Linked DNA regions of Zea mays: region 1 is linked to region 2. The links are chromatin contacts, called in public Hi-C maps. All regions are on one chromosome and are shown on one strand. Each heading gives the region's core, a stretch centred on a gene start, on an enhancer-like site or on the middle of the called end of the contact. The rest is flanking DNA. Distances are from core to core; before and after follow the strand shown. Region 1 holds the start of LOC103646542. Region 2 holds the start of LOC100192538 (cytochrome b-c1 complex subunit Rieske, mitochondrial).

Region 1 (3,246 bases), core at 729-3,228, 430 kb after region 2:
ATCCTCGATCGGCCGGCCAGCTGGACGATCACGCGTCCTTTTTATTCCTGTGGTGCTCCCCACCGTACGGCCATGCACTGCCGCTGGCGCTGGCGCTGGGCGACGACGCCGTGGTCGTGGACGACGGCGTGGACGGCGCCGCGCCGCCGGGGGCGGCCGGAGACGACGGCGGGCCGGGCTGGGTGATGAGCTGCCGCGCCGAGAAGTCCAGTATCTGCGGCGGCGCACTCCAGGACGACGGCGGCGAGAACGAGAAGGGCAGGTTGCCGCCCCGCCCGCCCATCATCATGAGCTGCTGCTGGACCGCCGCCGCGTGGTCGCCGCCGCCCCGGCCGCCCTGCAGCAGCTGCGCGTACTGCATGAGGTCAGGGTACGGGTACGGGTACGGCATGACGGTCGGGCGGCCGTGCTGCAAGTGCGGCTGCGCCTGCGCCTGCGGCATTGCTGCCAGGTTCACCGCCGCCGCCCGCGGGTGCCGGTGGTGGTCCGGGATGCCGCGGGTGACGACGAAGCCGAGGTCGGTTCGGCCCTGCACGCGCTCCGGGAAGTTGAGCTTGGCCTTGGTGCCCTTGAACCGCAGCGCCGCCTCGTCGTAGGCGATGGCGGCGTCCTCCGCCGTGTCGAAGGTGCCGAGCCACACCCGCGCCGCCTTCTTGGGGTCCCGGATCTCCGCCGCCCACTTGCCCCACGGCCGCTGCCTCACCCCTCGGTAGTGCCGCCTCAGACCTGCACCTCCCGCGGCGCAAAACATGCTTAGTTTATTCGCTACTACAAAACACATGGCCGTGCTCAATAGAGTAATTAACTATCTACCACCTACTTGGCCTGGACACAGGTTTTATCAAATCGTCGTGAGAGCACGTTGCGTCACAGATAACGTAATCTTTGTACGCATAAAATACTCCTTGGCAAGATAATTCGTCAATCAGCATAGTTAATTAGCGGTGCTTGATCTCCTGCCCAGTTCATGCTGGTGTGCTTTCTCGAGTGTTCATTAACCCACGGACTATTACTGCTAGTCAAGGAGTAAGTATACTTAGCTAGCTGCTGGTAATTGACAGGCTGCATCGATGATGGACGACGTGTCACTGATTTGGACGGTGCGAAGCTTCCAAACAGCTAGCCGCGCAATCGAGCGAGCGGAAGCGCCCGTGTGTGCGTGCCTTGCTTTCGCAATCGAGCGCGCACACAGGACAAGGAGTAATGCTAGCTTTGCTATGCTCGCATCGATCGATGAGAGAGGATGGATGGCTACGTGCGCGCGCGTACCTTGCTCCTCCTCGGCGGCGACGTGGCCACCGGGATGGTGGTGCGCAGCCGCTTGCGGTTGCGGATGGTCTCCCTCTCCCTGCCGCAGGACCGGCGCGCCGGCGGCGCCGTACAAGCAGGCGGCCTGCTGCGGCGGGAGTTGGTCGGGCGAGGCGCGGATGACATGGGCTAGCGCGGAGGCCACGGCGGAGGCGTCGTGGTCGGCGCGCGCCGAGTAGTAGTACTGCGCGTACGCCTCCGGCGAAGGGCCGGCCACGGAAGACGACGAAGACCCTCGGCCACCGCTAAAGGTAGCTCCTGCTTGCAGCTGCGAGACGACAACGTGATGCTTCTCCTCCTGATCCAGCTGCTCGTACTTTGCCGGCGGCGGGGGCAGCTCCTCCTCCTCTTCCTCCTCCTCGTCGGCGGGTAGGGGCCTCTTGCCATGCCTCCTCCGTGGATCCACCTTAGTCAGCTGCCCGTTGATCTGCCTCCTCCTCCGGTGGGTAGAGCTGGACCGATCGATCCGGGCATGCGTCAAGGAGAGAGCTGAAGATTTGGACTTTCGGACGGAGGCTCGCGCTAGGCTCGGTGCAGCAGTGCACAATGACGTGCCGAGCTCGCTACTGATAAGTACGCGGAGAGAGATGCGCATAATGCCTTCTCTTTTATCTTTATTATTTATTGTTTATTTACTGTGTTGGCTAGTAAGAGAGAGAAAGGAAGATGAAACCTTTTGTACTGTAAACTTAGTTCCGAAAGGGTAAAAAAGGTTATCTTAAAACTTGGGACATCTCTAATAATAATACTAATATTGCTTTATTAGCAGCATGCATGTCGGAATTCGGAAAAGACAAGATAGCGGCGCCTTCCACTACAGTAAACTAACAAACATCCGACGGCCACCTTATCTCTGACGGCCGCCTACGAGGCCGTCGGAGATAAGGTTATGTCCGACGGCCACAACGGGCTCTCGGAAATACTGCTTATCTCCGACGGCTGTGTACGAGGCCGTCGGAGATAAGGTTATGTCCGACGGCTGGCAGCGTAGCCGTCGGAGATTACTGATTTCAAGGTAACGGCGCTAGGGCCGTTTCGATTTTCATTTCTCTCTCGCGCGCTCGGTGCTCTCTCTCTCTCTCCGCGCCGTCGCCTCGCCGCCGTGCCCGCTTCGTCGCCGCCGCGCCAGCGCGCTCACCGAGGCAGCCGTCGTGCCTGCGCGCTCGCCGAGGCCCCGGTCGCACCGTGCGCCCGCCGCCGTCCGGCTCCCCACGCCCGCTGTCCGGTGTCTCCCGCGCTGCTGCTCCTCGCCAACGGCATAACCACAACTACCGCTAAGTGAGTATCCTTAACATTGTTTTTTAGAATTGTATGTATTAATGTATTTGATAAGAATTGTATGTATGAATGTATTTGATTAGAATTGTATGTATGAATGTATTTGATTGTTTAGTTTGTTATGTCCGACGGCCAAAATTTGATTATGTAATTAAATTAGCTTGTTTTAGTTCATTTAGTGGTGCTTTAGATAATTTAAATTTTTAATTTCCGAGGGTAATTATTATGCCCTCGGAAATAAGGTCATTTTATATGATTTGTCATCCATAACAATGTTATTTCGTATGTAATATTGTATTGTGGTTTATTAGTTTTATTATTTAATAATGCACGATGATTCTAGTTAATCATAGTGTATCGTAGTGTGAACAAACGAAACCTAGGCGTCACCCGTTTCGGCCCAACACACCTTACAAGCGACACATGTGAGGTATGTTGGGCCAGAATTGTCCCTTTATTGGACAGCCTCGGGGTGACCGACAGAGTCTGTGTTTATGACAAAAGCATGTGCTCCTGCTTAGTTTCGGCAACATAACCCCTCTGTTCTCCAATTGCACCATTTTTAGGCGTGCGATTGGAGAACAGCGGGGTTATGCTGCCAAAATTTCGCACGACCACATGTCTTGTCATAAACACGGGCTCGTCGGTCACTCCTGGGTG
Region 2 (3,035 bases), core at 81-2,580:
TTGGAAGAGAATTAGGAAACGTTGGGAATCCAGCAAGTGCAAGTTCATGTGGTTGGTCGCTCATAATAGATGTTAGACTGAAGATCAACTTGCTAAGCGGGGTTACCGCATCATGAATGTTGCTTGCTATGTGATAAGGAGGAAGAAACTATTGACCAGTTTCTTGTCTCATGTGTTTTCGGCTTTTCGCTTGGCATGTGCAGTACTCCTCCTGCAGCAAGTGGGGCTAGAATCCTTAACCCCTCAGCAGGATGATGTTTCCTTTGATGATTAGTGGGTAAAAATCAAATTATAGAATGAGTGGTCCAGTTCAAAAAGGGCAAAATCCCATCATCATTTTAGGAGCTCGGGCAATTTGGAATCACCACCATCGCTGCGTTTTAATGGGATTTTGCCAAGCTTGAATGAGGTTATGTTGCTCATCAAGGATGAGCTACTCCTTTGGTGGGCTTGAGGGGCCTCTCATCTCCTCGCCCTTGCGCCAAATAATGGTTGGTTGTGATCATTTTTTTTAGTTTTAACTTGTAGTCAAGCATGTAGTTTTTCACTGGTGTGTTTAGGTGTTTGGTATATGGGTCAAAACATTTTTCTTCTTAATATAATGATACGCAGTTGTCCTGTGTTTTTCACGAGATCACATAGGGCAAGTGGCAGTGCTAATCAGAAAGGGCAGGAGGCATTCGTCTATGTTAAAGCACAGCTCAATGGCTGCAAATCAAGAAATGAATGTCAAACAGCATAACAAAATGCTAAAAAACAAGCGAACAAATTCTCCTGGGTCCTGAAGGAACGCAAATCGTCCAAACACGTTGGGGCGCTTACTTAACGAAGTGCTAACAAGACCGATCCACGTAAGAGTTACAGCTACGGCACATCAAGCTACATGAGAACCAAGCATGGATCACTAAACAGAAAGGACTCGATGCAGAGCTACGCCATCATCGAGAACCAAGCAATCATCCACAACTTCGCGAAATTAGCAATCCTCGTATCGTAGATCAAGCCAGATGGATCCCGATCCCAGTCCTAGCCAAATCTACAAGCAGACACGGAAATCATGCGGAAGGACGCGCGCTCTTACCCCTGGCAGTGACAAAGAAGGGGGAGTCGATGGAGAACCGCGTCTGGCTCCGGCCGCGAGCCGAGCCGTCGTCCCGGTCGGGGGCGCCAGCACCGGCAAGGGGGCCCCTGGCCGCCGCCACGGCGGGGCGCCAGGAGACGGAAGACGAGAGCCTTCTTCCCGCAACCCGCAGCATCGTGTCGCCCTCTTCCTCCGGTGATGGCGCTCGCCTCCAATCTAATCTCGGCTAGGGTTCGCGCCGGGAAGCACGGAGGAAGACAGACAGAGAAGAGAGACTGGTGAAAACGAGGGACGGAGAAAAATATTGGGGGCGGTGGGCTACGCTGCCCCAATTTCTGCAGCCCAAGAAACACACACACTGATTTGCACGTGGTGAGCTTGGCTAGCCTGCTTCCAAATGGGCCTCCACTTAATAACTGTAATTCTGCTGGTGCTCTCCCGTGAACCCGGACCGTGGGAAAGGTGGTTTTTCTAGTTCCTTCATATCACGACGAGGCAAACATCACAGGTCCATTCAAGGGTGAAACAGGATGAAATGTTGTAGCAGAATTTATAACACAGAGGCTACTATTTGTTTGTGGAAATTTAAATGTGCAGGAATCTGGCTACTGTAGGCTTACACAACAATGCAGTCTGTTTCTGTTAAGGAACGCAGGAAGGAACTATCAGAGACCAACGATCGTTGGGTGGTGTTGTGGCTGTGCCTCTTCAGGGCTGTGCCCCATCCTCGTCGGCGGCCGAGGCCGTGTGAGCCGGGTACCTCCACATGATGTCAGCCCAGGTGCTCTGCCCGTCCGTCACTTCCTTCACCACCGAGGCCACCTCGTCCACATCCACGCGGATCTGGTCCTTGCTGTCACGATCGCGCACCGTCACGCTCGTGGTGTGATCAACCGTGATCGCCAGGGGGACACCAATCTCATCCGTCCTTGCGTACCGTTTTCCTATTGTATTACCTGCAACAGAGGCAGTCACGGATCAGAATTCAGAACGACTGAAACTGTAGACCTCCATTGCAACAGAACTTAGATAAACAGTGCCACAGAAAACAAGCGCAACTCTACTGATTTGGCCATGTACCTGTCATGTCGATGATATGTGAAATCCCAGCTGCTGTCAGGGCCTTGGAGATCTTCTTGGCAACAGCCTCAAATTTCTCGAGCTTGACCAATGGAAAGACGGTGCACTTTATTGGAGCAACGAGAGGGGGAAACCTGAACACGTTTAGCTGCTCATCCTCGGTCTTGCCAGGCCTTTGGTAGAAGCAGTGCTCAAAAAGGCAGTATATGATGCGCCCGATCCCAAAGGATGGCTCTATGACGGAAGGAGTAAATTTCCTCTGGTGCTCCTTTTTCTTCTCGATGTTGATTGAAACCATGTTTTTCTTTATGGTGACATTCTTCCCAAGGGTACACACCTTGAACTCGACTTCCCCTCTGGATTCCAACGCGGCTTTCATGTCCAGTGCCTCGGTCTCGGTCATGGCCTGTACAAAGATAATAAAGTAAATGATGATCAGCCTAACAGCAACATAATATAACAAGCCAATGTGGTTATGAAACTTACTTCCAATGACTCAACAACCAACTTCTGGTTCCCTTTGAATGCAAGACCAAGTTCCTTCTTTGATGGCGTTATAACTAATTTCTGACTATGCCAAAATGAAACTTGTTAATAGCAAAGCTGATAGTTTAAAGAAACTGACCAAAACATCACAGCTTCATAGCGATGATAATGACTGAAACATTTTATTGGAGGAAAACATTGGTGCAGAGTAAAAATGTAAAGCTCACCTCCACTTCTCTGGGTTCAGCAAACTTCTCATGTGCTTCAAGTTTCTCGCCGCTTTTATCCTGTCCAATACCAACATTAGAAAGGAGTTCCATTATGATGTAGGTGTAAAAGAAAATTTCAGAACGGGGCAAATAAAGTCAGAGTTTTAGCTAACTATTTA

What was found. Hi-C and Micro-C count contacts between places; a contact is called where the count stands out from the background.
Region 1: a contact with region 2 is called in a Hi-C map of ear, with 5 times the contacts expected there. The contact joins the promoter of LOC103646542 here to the promoter of LOC100192538 in region 2. A contact is called at or near these places in 5 of 25 Hi-C or Micro-C datasets (bundle sheath, ear, endosperm and 2 more) and 1 of 3 datasets of contacts at active chromatin or transcription factors (leaf).

What each region holds. Positions count from the first base shown.
Region 1 is chr2:65,503,431-65,506,676 of Zm-B73-REFERENCE-NAM-5.0, forward strand. LOC103646542 reads right to left here and starts at 1,979. Exons shown (of 2, transcript XM_008671266.3): 1 at 1,270-1,979; 2 at 1-726. The coding sequence starts at 1,903. The coding sequence ends at 29.
Region 2 is chr2:65,071,332-65,074,366 of Zm-B73-REFERENCE-NAM-5.0, forward strand. It overlaps LOC100192538 (cytochrome b-c1 complex subunit Rieske, mitochondrial), which reads right to left and starts at 1,331. Exons shown (of 2, transcript NM_001137757.1): 1 at 1,082-1,331. The coding sequence starts at 1,256. It overlaps LOC113687172 (glycine--tRNA ligase, mitochondrial), which reads right to left. Exons shown (of 9, transcript NM_001367480.1): 6 at 2,875-2,934; 7 at 2,648-2,728; 8 at 2,162-2,567; 9 at 1,631-2,037. The coding sequence ends at 1,790.